2 separate regions of the Mus musculus genome follow, and region 2 is linked to region 1. A link is a contact called in public promoter capture Hi-C data. All regions are on one chromosome and are shown on one strand. Each heading gives the region's core, a stretch centred on a gene start, on an enhancer-like site or on the middle of the called end of the contact. The rest is flanking DNA. Distances are from core to core; before and after follow the strand shown. Region 1 holds the start of 4930430J02Rik (RIKEN cDNA 4930430J02 gene). Region 2 holds the start of Fam219b (family with sequence similarity 219, member B).

Region 1 (6,778 bases), core at 2,235-4,734:
TGTTTGGTCTTTCCAATGCTGGGATTACAGGGATGAGCTGCTATGCCCAACTCTAAGAACTCAATCTACTTCCAGGTGGTGGTGGTGTGCCCCTGAACCTCAGCATTCAGGAGGCAGAGGCCAGCAGAACTCTGTGAGTTCAAGGTCAGCCTGGTCTACAGATCAAGTTCCAGGACAGCCAGGACTACACAGAGGAACCCTATCTCCAAACAAACAAACAACATAACAGTCCACTAACAGATACAGCAATTGCTAACATTTTCTTTCAGCTTGAAATTTATATTTTATTTTCTTTCTGTTCCCTTCTGAAAAGCAAAAGTTTTGTGTGTGTGGGGGGGGGGGGGTTGTTTGTTTTTGTTTTTTGTTTTTTAAGTTTTTGAGACAGAGTCTTGCTATACAGCCCAGGTTGGCCTGAAACTTGGGATAATCCCTCTTCTCCAGCCACCTAAGTGCTGAGATTATAGGTGTGAATCATTACATCTGTGTGGATCATGGTTTTTGTGTGTGTCATATCTAAGAGATATTTGATCAAGACTAATTTTTCTATTTTTGTATATATTTTATATTTTTGTAGTTTGTTATATTAGTTACTTACTTTAGATCTGTGATCGTTTTTAGCTCATTGCTGTACACAATGAGAAGGTGACTGTCTACATTATAAGTCTGGTACGAATCTATTTCTTAGTATATTTACTTATTATTTTGGTGTATAGATAAGTTACCTGGAGACTATTTGTTTAAAAGGACTTTCAGGGATAGAGAGCTGGCTGAGCAAGGAAAACTGTTTGTTGTATGAGCCTGCTGAACAGTGTGTGAGCCTCAGAATTCATGTAAAAACCAGATGAAGTAGCTCTCCTCCATCCTTATCGTGATATGGGACAGAGAGACAGGAGAATCAGCCAGAAGCTCTAGAGACAACTAATCCCCTGTAGACAGAAACTGACAGATGAGAGAGAGAGAGAGAGAGAGAGAGAGAGAGAGAGAGAGAGAGAGAGAGAGAGAGAGAGAGAGAAGAGGTAGAAGGAAGAGTGGACTTGTCTTCTGACACTGTCACCCTAAGCCCTTTCTCTCCCCTCATTAAATTAGTTAATTAATTAATTAAGTTAAAGGACTTTCTCCTCACTCACTAAGTTGTAATTTCCAGCCATGGCCCACAGAGAAAGAAAAGCTGAAGTGCAGGCATTGTGATTTATTTGTTATTCTGCCTTCTGTTACCCTTTTCCACACATTTGTGCTTTAATATACAAGGGTGGGGAGACGTCTTGGTAGCACTATTATGCCCAGGAGACCACCAGAGATCATAACACCGATGCAAGTACACAAAAGAGCCTTTATTCGAATCCAGACTCAGATCACAGCTTTCCCTGCTTTGCAGGTTAGGAATGCGATGCTCACGTCTAGGGGTTTGGAGTATATATGGGAGATGCATAAGCTGGTGCTTTCGAGCCTTGGTGTTACATGATTGGGTAGAGGGTAAAGGAATGGTATCCTTCAGAACCGAATATGTTTGTTCAGACAGCAAGGCAGGACCATACAGCAGGAAAAGAATCTTTTTGACCTGGGAAGAAATAACTTATTCCATTATCAGAGGCTAGTGTATTTTTACAAGCTGGCCACAGCTGTCTGGGAACACTTAGTTGCCTCTTCCCCCATAGCTCTAGAGTGGAGGCCTTATCACTTCAAGGGCACTAATTTTCTCCTTCCTTCAAAGGCAGGAGGCATCTGCACCGAGGGTGGGGTGGGGGAGCTGGCTGGCTGACTTAGCATGAAAGGGAGTGTGAGACTCAGTGCCAAGGATTAAAGCAGAGACAAGGGCAGGGTGCCTTGTATCTCTCCAGCACAATTCTGCAACAGCAGCACTGAGGAGGCTGGGACTGGATGGCCAGAAGTTCAAAGCCAGTCTAGTCTACCTAATGAGAGACTCTCACCCAGGAACACTCATTCAGGTGATCAAACCTAGAGCCTTACACATGATAGGTAAGTTCTATACTACTGAACCCAAATCTGCTGGGGTTTTTTCTTTCTTTTTTTTTTTTTTTTTCCTTTCTCAAAATAGGGTTTCACTCTGTAGCCCTGGCTGTCCTAGAACTCACTATTTAGATCAGACTGGCCTCAAACTCACAGAGAGTGCTGGAATTAAAAGTGTGTGTCACCGTCACCTGACCAAATTTCTCTATACAATGAGTCTGCCAATTGCTAGGTGAAATATAAATGTCTCATTATTTTCAAAATGCTTTGTGAATTTTAATATGATTTTAGAAATTTGTTGAGTATCTTGCTTTTCTTTTCTTTTTTTTTTTTATTACCATGTCAAATACCATGGCGAGATGGCTCAGCGGGTAAGAACACTGGATGCTCTTCCGAAGGTCCTGAGTTCAAATCCCAGCAACCACATGGTGGCTCACAACTACCTGTAATGAGATCTAGTGCCCCCTTTTGGTGTATCTGAAGACAGCTACAGTGTACTTATGTATAATAATAAATAAATCTTTGGGCCAGAGCGAGCAGTGACTGAGTTGACTGAAGTGAGTAGAGTTGACCAGAACAAGCAGAGGTCCTAAAATTCAATTCCCAACAACTACACGAAGGCTCACAACCATCTGAACAGCTACAGTGTACTCATATACAAAAAAATAAATAAATAAATCTTAAAAAAAAAAAAAAAACAAACCACCATGACCAAGGAAACTTATAGAGGAAAGCACTTAATTTAGGGGCTAATAGTTTCAGAAGGTAACCATGATCATTGTGGTGGTGAGCATCAGGCAGACAGGCATAGCACTGGAGCAGTAGCCTGTGAGCCTAGTCAGAGAGAGAGAGAGAGAGAGAGAGAGAGAGAGAGAGAGAGAGAGAGAGAGAGAGAGAGAGAGAAACTGAAAAATGTGGGCTTTTGAAATCTTCTTCATCAAGGCCATACTTCTAATCTTTCTCAAATAGTTCCATCAACTAAACACTAAAAATTCAAATATATGAACTTATGGAGGCCATTGAAACTATCACACTGAGAATTTAGAGGTCTAAAATCCTCTCTCTCTCTCTCTCTCTCTCTCTCTCTCTCTCTCTGTGTGTGTGTGTGTGTGTGTGTGTGTGTGTTGGTAGAGGATGAGGTGGGGGGAGATAGTAGGTCTAGGTCTCACTCTGTAGCCCTGGGGATTGGAACTCACTATGTACCCCAGACTGGCATTTACTGTGTGACCAAACTCTTCCTGGGAGACACAATACACACCTACTCACTCCAGAAAGAACAAAATATGGATAAAGTCCAATCCAGTGAATTAATGAATTTTACTGAGATTAATTACAGGAATATGGGTGAGAGGTTACTTATAGGAGCAGAAATGACTCAAAGACAATTGCATCACCAAGACATGGCTGACATCACCAAGCATGGCTGACAGCTCACAAAGCTGGGAACTTGGAACACAATGTGCAGCCTTTGGGCCGCTCAACTGGGTGGAGAGTGTCCTTTCCAAGTAACTGATTTAAATCTCTTTCAGGCCGCTCAGCTGGTTTCTGCTTCTCCCACATAGCGGATCTTGTCTCAGAATCTTTGCAGCTCAGTTTCTTTCCTCTGAGAGGGATTGTCTTAGCTTTTATTGTTTACTATGGTAAGGAGGAGCCTAATGAATCTGGTTACTTTCAGGAACTTCCTGAAGCTATTTTGAGTTGTTTATCTTCCTGCTTAAGGAGCTTTCTGCAGGATAAAATGTTTCAATCTCAGAGGAAATTGTTACATAACAGCACAGAGCGATCCTGCTAAGAAGTTGCTTTGGTTTTTGTTCTTTCACTGTGCCTGAACTCTTACCAAACTCACTTTAATTATTTACTTTTTGTCTTTCCCAAATATGTTTATTGCATTTTATTTGTTTGATTTTGAGACCGGCTTTTGGTATGTAGGTCAAAATGGCCTCGTGATTTTTGATCCTCTTGTTTTGTTTCAATCTCCTGAGTACTAAGATTCCTGGTCAGTGCTTGTAAGTAGTACAGCTCTGAAGGGACTTAATCTGGCAGTTGAGAACCAAGAAATACTACAAAGTCACACCTCACAACAAACCTCACACTAGAGATTTATTGGAAAAGACACAAAGGGCAGCTGCCTCTGTCCCGGGTGGGGTGTGGGGTGGGATGAGCAGCAGAGAGCCAGGCAAAGTAGGCTCTATATAGAGTTTGTTGGGGAGGGTTGGGGGTAGAGTTTTCCAGGATGGAGATTGATGGGATTTCAAGTCCTGAGCCCAGAAATTGGTGAGTTTTCGAGTTCAGGGATTGGTGGGGTTTCAAAGCCAGGAAATGCGCTGAAACTTTTTATCCTACAGGGCCACCACACACAACTGGCCTATTTATTGTATCATAAAAGTTACTTTTGCTGTAAGCAGAGGTAAATGCTTATGATCTGAGCTATTTGGGAGGCTGAGGAAGAAAGATTGCAAATTCAAGACCAGTCTGGACTACAGAGCAGTACCATTTCAAAATAAATGTTTAAGCCGGGTGGTGGTGGTACATTCCCTGAATCCAAGCACTTAGGAAGCAGAGGCAGGTAGATATCTGAGTTCAAGGTTAGATGGTCTACAGACTGAGTTCTAAGACAGCCAGGGCTCTACAGAGAAGCCCTGTCTTGAAAAACCAAAATTAAGTAAAACTTTAAAAGGAGCTAAAAGTGCAGCTCAGTGATATTGTGTTGTTAGTTGCCTAGCATGTGTGAGGACCTGGATTCAACTCCTAGTAACTGGAAAAAAATTATTTTATTGCATTTGTATTTAGTTTGTGTGAAAGCACAGTGCACATGCACACTCAAGTGTACTTGTGCATGTGTGGCAGACAATTTATGGGAGTCAGTTAGTACCTCTACCAGAAGAACCATATCACTGGTCCATAACATTTTTTAAAAATAAAAATAACAAAATAGAAAGATGGGGTGGGGGTGGGTGGGTATGGGGGACCTTTGGGATAGCATTGAAAATGTAAATGAGGAAAATACCTAATTTAAAAAAAAGTGTTAAAAAAAAAAAAAAAGAAAGAAAGATGGGTTAATTGGATCTCCTCTACCCTTGGAAAAGCTGGCACCGTGACAAACATCTAAACCTATAAGGGTCTGAAAATCGCTGAAGGAAGACCCTGGACTCAGATAGTATGCAAAAATAAAGAGCATTTATTCTGCAGAAACTCCTAGCATGCCAGAGTCCACCAAGAATTGGCAACCCAGATAGAGACATTCAAGTTCCTTTTATATCAGGACTGCTTAATTGCTTCTGAGATAACAGCAGACTTCTAAAACTTAGGGCACATTCCAAGGGGTTACAGAAACCATTAACCAAATGTCATAAAGAAGACATACACCACTGGACCCCAGGTGCAAAAACAGGAGATAAGATATTGACTTGGTTTGTCTAAACAAAATTTCAAGGATGGCTTAGTTACTGTCTTGAACTTTTCGTGACCCTGAAAGCCAGTAACCAATGGTGAAAGTTAAGCCAGATGATTGCTCTTAGTGTATATGTATGTAGGCATTCTCTTTTATAACCTCTTACTCAATTTATGACTGAATTTATGTGCAGACTCACAGTGAGCTTTTTTACCATGTGAATGCATGCTCTGAGAGTCATGCAAGTACTGAGAACAAAAGGCAGAGATAAGTCCCTCTCCCCTCTCCTCCCCAAGACTTTAACTTGGAGAAGCACAATTCCCTGCAAGTCTTTTTACCTAGCCTCCAGCTGTTCTCACCACAAGGTGCCAAACCGGGAGGCTGAAGCCTCCAGTCCCAGAGCAATTCAGACAAGCTGATCAGCTGTAGCAGTAAAGTACCTTACACTCAGGATAGAGAGCAAATGGTCCATGGCCTAGTTTCTGAGTGGAGATAAAAGGGGATATGAAAAATGAACTCCTTGAACCTCAACACTGATAAAGAAAAAGGGCCTTTGAAGCTTACTGGTCGATTCCCAGCACCCACATGTCAACACACAACCATCTGTAGCTCCGGTTCCAGGGATCTGATGCCCTTTCCCAGTCTCAGCAGGCACCAGGCACACAGAGGGTACACATTCATACATGCAGGCAAAGCACTCATGCACATAAAATAAGAATAATTTTGTAAAACGCCTCTTCTACTTTGTCATCTGGTTTGGCTACCCTTCTAACAGCATCAAGAAACTTCAGACACTACTGACTAAGCCAAAATCCCCTCTGAGACAATGCGTGTTCTTCTGAAAAACAGTACAATCAAAGATGTCAAAGACAATAAATCAAATGTGCTCATATAGGACTAAAATAATCTACAATTATGGGTTTTTGACACTTGCTTCTTATCCCAAATATAAGGAACACCCCTCACAAATCTACCTTACAATTTTGCTTACAAAAGGCAAATCTTTAAACCTTGCTGTAAATTACAATTTCTGATCGGTAATCTAGAAAGGCTCAGGCTCCTACGTAACCAGTGTAAACACACCTAAGCTCAGCTCTCCTTCAAGAAGCCCACAACCACACGCAGGTATGTCTTGTCTTCTCTGTCTTGTCTTCTCCTGGGGGCCTCTTTTTCTTAACCATCATGCTTAAAATCTGTGTTGTAATCTCTTAATAAACTCCAACTCTGCCTCTTCATACTGATTTATCCCGACATTTTTTTTTCTGTGGTAAAGACAAGAATACTGGGTTTGCTTGAGTGGAGGTCCCTAAGGCAAATTGGAACTTCTCAGGTTGCTGTGGGCAACAGCATGCAGCTGTGCTTCCATCCTTCCACTGCCAATAGACAGGAAAGAACTGAAGGAACAAATGGAAACCCAGC
Region 2 (6,353 bases), core at 737-3,236, 150 kb after region 1:
TTTCCAAAGAGCAGAGTTGGAAGGTTTGTTTATAGGCCACACAGGGGCAGAAACAAACGAATGGATTGGGTGATTACTTTGCTCTGCTTAGAAGCCTAGGGCAGGGAGACAGGAAACAAAACTGACCAATACAGGTAACTTCTGGTTATTTTTTTCTACAAAAGAATTACGGCAGCCAGGCAGTGGTGGCCCAGGCCTTTAATCTCAGCACTTGGGAGGCAGAGGCAGGTGGATTCCTGAGTTTGAGGCCAGCCTGGTCTACAGTGTGTTCCAGAACAACACAGGCTACAAAGAGAAACCCTGTCTTGGGGGGGGGGGGAAGAATTATTATTATTATTATTATTATTATTATTATTATTATTATTGAGGCATAGAGAGCTATGCTGTCACACCGATGAAACCGGTTTGGCATATCTGATTATTTCTTTCACCTGATTTCTCAGGCCAGCTTCAGTCCGGTGACTTGGAGTTTTGTGGATTAGCCAGATCTTGTGGATACTGATCTTACTCCAACAAAATTGTCTCACTTATTTTGGAAATGAACTCGGCTTCATGTGTGTTAGGCAACATTCAACAACTGAGCTGTATTCCCCAGCTGAACAATAAACTGAGTTGTGTGTTTCTGGAAGTAAGCAATTCCAACAGCTGGGAATGGTAGTGTAAACCTGCAATTCCAGTACCTGGGAAACCAAAGCTCGGGGATTGTGAGTTTAAGGCCAGTCTGAGCTACATAGCGAGATTCTGCCTAAAAATAAAAGGAGTCCGGCAGATAGTTTGGGGTGGAATTCACAAGATAGCATAGGTTTTATCAAATCTGATTTTTTTTTTTTCCCAAAGCTCTGATCCCAAATGCTTCTTTTTCTCCTATGCAGCATTTTTTGTTCTTTTGTCCCTGGGTTTCGGCTGTACAATATTGACCTACCCTTTGACAATGTGTTAGCCATGGAACAGTCTCGCGATATTTGGCAGTTTCTACAAGGATCTGGAGCTTATTTCCAGCCAGACACAAGCACATCCCTTGGGGGCCAGAGTCAAGAGTCTTGACACAGCCTTGTACCCTGCCACATAGACTCAAGAGTGCACTTTCACCCTGCTTGCTGGTGTCCAATTTATTTTTGCTACTGCAGGACTTTCGTTCTTTTTTTTTTTTTTTTTTTTAAGACAAGGACTTATAGCCCAGGCTTGTCATGAACTCGGCCTCCACCTCCCTTGACCTGAGCTTACAGGTGTGCACCATCATTCCTAACTTCCCATTTTACCACCAAAAGAGGGAGGGAGAGAAGAGGAAAGAGAGAGAGGGAAAAGGAGAGGGAGGGAGGGAGGCCTTTTGCATGCCAGGCAAGAAGTCTATCTCTGGGCTATATAATTCCAGCCCCAAGGTTGTATTTAAGTGTGGAAATATGCCTAAAGAGAGCCAGCTGTGGTGTATGCCTTTAATCCCAGCACTTGGGAGGCAGAGGCAGGCAGATTTCTGAGTTCGAGGCCAGCCTGGTCTACAGAGTGAGTTCTAGGACAGCCAGGGGGCTACACAGAGAAAACCTGCCTCGGAAAAAAACAAAAAACAAACAAAAAAGAGCCAGCTGTTGCCAAGGTCTCGGACAGGCAAGAAACCAAAAACCGGTGGCATTTGTGTAGGATGCCGTGGGTAAATCCTGACCCTCCCAGGCCTGTTTTCTAGAGAAGAGCCCTGTAGCCCCTTCATATGAGCCCGACCCCTCCTGTATTGGTCTTAAAGGAGCCCCGGCTGCGGTGAAAGAGGCCTGCAACGCGACTTGGGTCGGCACAACCCGCTAGCCTACCATGTGTCATTTTACTTGACTACAGACTGAACTGACTTTCCTGCACATCCACAGGCTCAGACAGACTTCGGGTCTCAGAGTACCTGAAAGGCAAGACCTGGGCTGGCCAGTTCCTGACGGGTAGGGCGGAACCTTGATGCTCTCTCCGCAGCAGGCGGCCGGAAAGCGCCAAGGGAAACCCGCGCCTGCGCGCCGCCATCTTTCTAAAGGCGTGTTACGTCTTGTCATTCGTTCTTCCCCGCGCCGGTCTGGCCACTGGCGGAGCGGGGCGGGACCGGTCATGGCGACCGAGGAGTTCCGCGGGCATGCGGTGCGGATGTCCACCCAGGGGTCTCAGCCTGGCGCGGCTCCCGACAGCGTGGCAGGAACTGCGGGGCTGCCCTCCGGACAGAGCGGCGGCGCGGGCCTCCGGCTCGGGGAACGCCCGCCCCCCGCCATGGAGAAGCGGGGACCCTACTTGGTGACACGCGCACCTTCCATTCAGGCTAAGCTGAGTGAGTGCAGTGGGCTGCATAAGGGTCTCTGCCCGAGCGGGTTGCTGTGGCCTGGGGTTGGTCTCTAGAGCCCCGTGATCTTGTCCCCAGAGTGGAGGGGGTTTAGGTGCAGCCCTCTCCTGTCCCCGACAGTCCGAAAAGCAGCAGAATGGGGAAGACCTGGCTGACATAAGACCCTTTGACTTCCAGAGAAGCACCGGGACCATGCCAAGGCCGTTCTGCGGAGAAAGGGCATGCTGGGTGCCTTGACGAACCGACCCGATTCTTCAGGGAAAAGGTCTCACTGGGCTTTTTACTTCCTCTGTCAGCAGCGTTCAAAGGCCCTATCCCTTCCTGTTTGGGAATCAGGGCACTGTTTAAGGTTGAGCTAGCTAGCTTATTTGCTGGTATCTTAAGAATGGGAACTAGGAGGGATGGGGCTGGGTGGGAGAGTGAGAACTGGAACTACCTCTACTCTTTATTAAAAGACTGTGCAAAATAGAAAAGTCATAAAATAGACTTTGTAAAAGGGGAGTTGCATCAGTGCACAGATAGGATAGCATTAAAGGATGAGATGGTTGCTGGAGTCCCGGGAGTGAAGATGGAGAGCCCGTGCAGTATTTTTGGAGTTTTTTTTGTTTGTTTTTTAAAGGCAGAATGGTACCCTCTTAGAGCTGAATAAGACCTCACACAGCTGTTTATAGCTGAAACTCAAATGTGACTTGCCTGGGATCCCCAGGCTAAGGTGGAAAGATGCAGCTTTTTACCTGGTTCCTGAAATGGGGAGGTGGGCCTTTCCTAGGAGCTTTCAGTGCAGTAGAGTGGGCCAGAAAAGAATCCGAGAAGCCGGAGCCAACTGCATAGAACAGCAGTTCGTGGTGACTGTGACCGGGTAGAAGGAAAGTCTGGAATAGTCCACTCAGTTCTTTCTGCATAGGGATCAGGGCTCTGGCCTTCCCTGTGAAATGCCTCTGCTTTCTTCCCCGCCCCATCTCAGGTCAGTGAAGTTTAACAAGGGCTACACTGCTCTTAGCCAGAGTCCAGATGAAAACCTGGTGTCCCTCGACTCTGACAGGTGAGTGCTTTCCTTGGAAATAGTCAGCAGTGACTTGAATAGATCAGCAGAGTGCTTGATGCCCTTGCCTGCTGCCTTTCTCCCCCGAGGCCCTTCATGTACACTCCAGGGCTGCTCTCTTTTGACTGCTGTCCCTTCCAGGGATAGCATGGCTGGAAGTGTTCCTGTCCTATTGGGCTTGCACTTTTAGCGAGAATCACCTGCGGGAGCCATTGGTGCTCACTGGGACTCTGGGCTTGAGTTCTCTGGTGTGCAGTCTTTGCTTCACAAGTCCTTCAGACCCCCTTGCATGCCCTCGCCATTTGCAGCTGTGCCACAGAGATGTCCCCTGAACTGATTGTCTTCCTCTTCTCCTAGTGATGGGGAGCTGGAATCCAGATATTCCTCCGGGTATTCCTCTGCAGAGGCAAGTCCAGAGCGCCTATCTGTGCAGGGTCAGGCTGCAGGCAGGTCACCACCCACCACTGCCAAAATGTTTGTGCTGCCTGCTGTGTGCACAGCACGGTGCTAGATTCCACTTTGCTCCCTAGTCTTCCACTATTCCCTCTTCCCTAAGCAAAGAGAGACAGGCATCTTAGGATGGCTGTTGAAATTCAGGAGACTATATATCCTCAGAGCTAGAAGTGATGTCAAGTCCATAATCTTGGAATCCTCTTTCTAAGTTCCGGCTAAGTGTCTATAAACTGTGCTGGAATGCTTCTTGTGATTGGTCACTCACTACATCTAAGAAACATTGCTTGCTGCCCTCTTTGGGTAGTTTCCAGGTCTTCTGTTTCTTGCAGCCTGGACCCACTGGTCATAGGTTTGCCTTCCAGTGTTGAAAGGTAATTCAAGGCTTCCCTTTTTTTCTCTGAGTCAGCATTCAACCCTCCCCCACCCATCTTCCACTGAGCTTGCTTTCTTCAGTTCCATCTCTGGCAATAGTATGAGCACACCTCCTAGGCTGGTCTTTAGGACATCTTTCTAGAGTGATTGTCCCAGCGAGAACCAAAGGGACAGAAAATTCTCAGCCAGGCATGGTACCATGTGCCAGTACAAGTACAAATGAGCTGCAGTTAGGGACATGGCCGCACTGGGTAGCTCGTCTTTATTCTCCTAGGAATCATTGGTTAATCTCAGTTTTGCAAAGGAGAAAACAGCTTGCACATTGTACCCTCCTTATATGTCTAAGACATTAAGATTGTCAAAAACTAAGGAAATTCTGTCAAGAATCACAAGTCTAAAAATGTCCTAGCATCATTGATGTCCTGCCTACCAGCACCCTGGTGAAAGCAGGCTGGCTTTGCAGGAACCTAGCCCTGCCAGCACAGAAGGAACTAGCAGCAATGCTGTCCCCCTACCACTTTCTACTGTTCCACATATACCTCTAATACTCAAGCCTAGTTTTCTGTTGCCAACCTTCCTCTCTACATAGCCCTGGCTGTCCTGGAACTCGCTCTGTAGATCAGGCTGGCCTTGAACTCAGAACTGCCTGCCTGTCTCCCAAGTGCTGGGATCAAAGGCATGTACCACCACAGAGGACAGCCCCATATTCTTCAATCTTGATATGGATATCTGGGTGACAGATTTTTAAAGAGAAGCCTGGCTGGTTCTCAGTGAGCCTCTGGGGAGTTCCTCACTGCTGGAAAGACACTGCACAGAAAGGGCCGTCCTTCTGTAATGCAGGATGTGCAGAGGCCTGGGGCTAGGTAGAGCAGGGACCTGCCTTTAGGCAGCAGCTCTGTATGCCTCGCATCCTGTTTTACACTTCTGTCCTCTTCCTTTAGCAGGTGAACCAGGATGTGAGCCGGCAGCTGCTGCAGGATGGATATCACCTGGATGAGATTCCAGATGATGAGGACCTGGACCTCATTCCTCCTAAGCCTATTGCTTCTTCCGCGTGTTCTTGCTGCTGGTGCTGCCTTGGGGATTCTTCCTGTACCCTCCAGTAGCCATAGCCCTCCAGGATGGGCCGATGGCCCCAATGGCCCTTCACAGTGATACTCAGTGCACTGGGTATCACCGCCAGCCTAGAACCACTGGAGGCATTGACCTCTGGGGAGGCCAGTGGCCTACAGGAGCCCTCACCTGGTGCTTCTCATGTCAGAGGCCCCCGTCTGGGTCATAGGTGATAGGTGGAAGTCGGCAGGTTCCCACTGGGGCAGTTTCAGGAAGCCACTTTAATAAGGGAGGAGAAACTTCCTGAGGTTCTTATGCTGATTGCTAAGAAAACCATTTACAGACATTCTGACTCCTCCTGAGGAGGGAGAAGAAAGAACGAACTCCTTCACTCAGGCTGTGCTGGGGGTATGGTGAGAGGCAGAGAGCAGCACTTTATGGCTTGCAGGAGGAATCTCAAAGAATACAGCTGGGAAGCGCCAAGTGGGTTGTTCCTTAGGTTACAGCAAGGAATCTAACTTAATGATGGAGTGGGCCTGTGGCTTTCAGAACCTCTGAACTTGGACCATTCTGCTGGCCCTGCTGTCTGGATGGGCTTAGTAACTCTGTTGGCCCTTCCCCTGTTACAAGAGAACTGCTCTGTTGTATATGTTTATTTATCTGTAGTTCCTTGGCATTGGAGAGTTTCTCCGACTTTTTTTTTTTTTTTTGAGGTAAAAATTGGATTGGCAGGAATCTGCAGTTTTTGTTATTACCAGCAGAGGGAGCTGCTGGGAAGTTAGTGCCTTCCTATGTTTAGCTGTGTAAGCTTTTGAGAAGTATTGATGGATGAGAGGTGTCCTGGTGTAGCTGTGTGACTCTGGCCTACATGGAAATGTTTAGACAGGATGGGAAGGGGAGACTTAAGCCAGCTCCTGGACCCCACTTGAGTTGATGAATCTGCAGTGCAAGGAGGCCTTCCCTCTAACAAGGCACATTTCTCTCCCCAGCACAGGGCTCACAGGCTGGTAGAGCACTTGCCTAGCCTGTGCAAGGCTAGGGCTGATGCACAAAACAAAACAAAAAAAAAAGCCTCTGGGAGAACACAGCTAAGCCCCAAGCCTGAGACTCAGTACTAAGCCTCTTCCT

The links. Capture Hi-C pulls out chosen DNA fragments and counts their contacts.
Region 2: a promoter capture Hi-C map of adipose tissue shows a contact between it and region 1. The contact joins the promoter of Fam219b here to the promoter of 4930430J02Rik in region 1. A contact is called at or near these places in 4 of 39 promoter capture datasets (3T3-L1-derived adipocytes, embryonic stem cells, liver and 1 more), 1 of 115 datasets of contacts at active chromatin or transcription factors (pancreatic cancer cells) and 1 of 9 other capture datasets (adipose tissue).

What each region holds. Positions count from the first base shown.
Region 1 is chr9:57,387,586-57,394,363 of GRCm38.p6, forward strand. It overlaps 4930430J02Rik (RIKEN cDNA 4930430J02 gene), which reads left to right and starts at 3,485. Exons shown (of 3, transcript NR_040729.1): 1 at 3,485-3,608. It also overlaps a transcript of Ppcdc not described here.
Region 2 is chr9:57,535,542-57,541,894 of GRCm38.p6, forward strand. It overlaps Fam219b (family with sequence similarity 219, member B), which reads left to right and starts at 1,987. Exons shown (of 5, transcript NM_001166364.1): 1 at 1,987-2,293; 2 at 2,483-2,570; 3 at 3,270-3,347; 4 at 3,705-3,753; 5 at 5,114-6,353. The coding sequence starts at 2,080. The coding sequence ends at 5,278.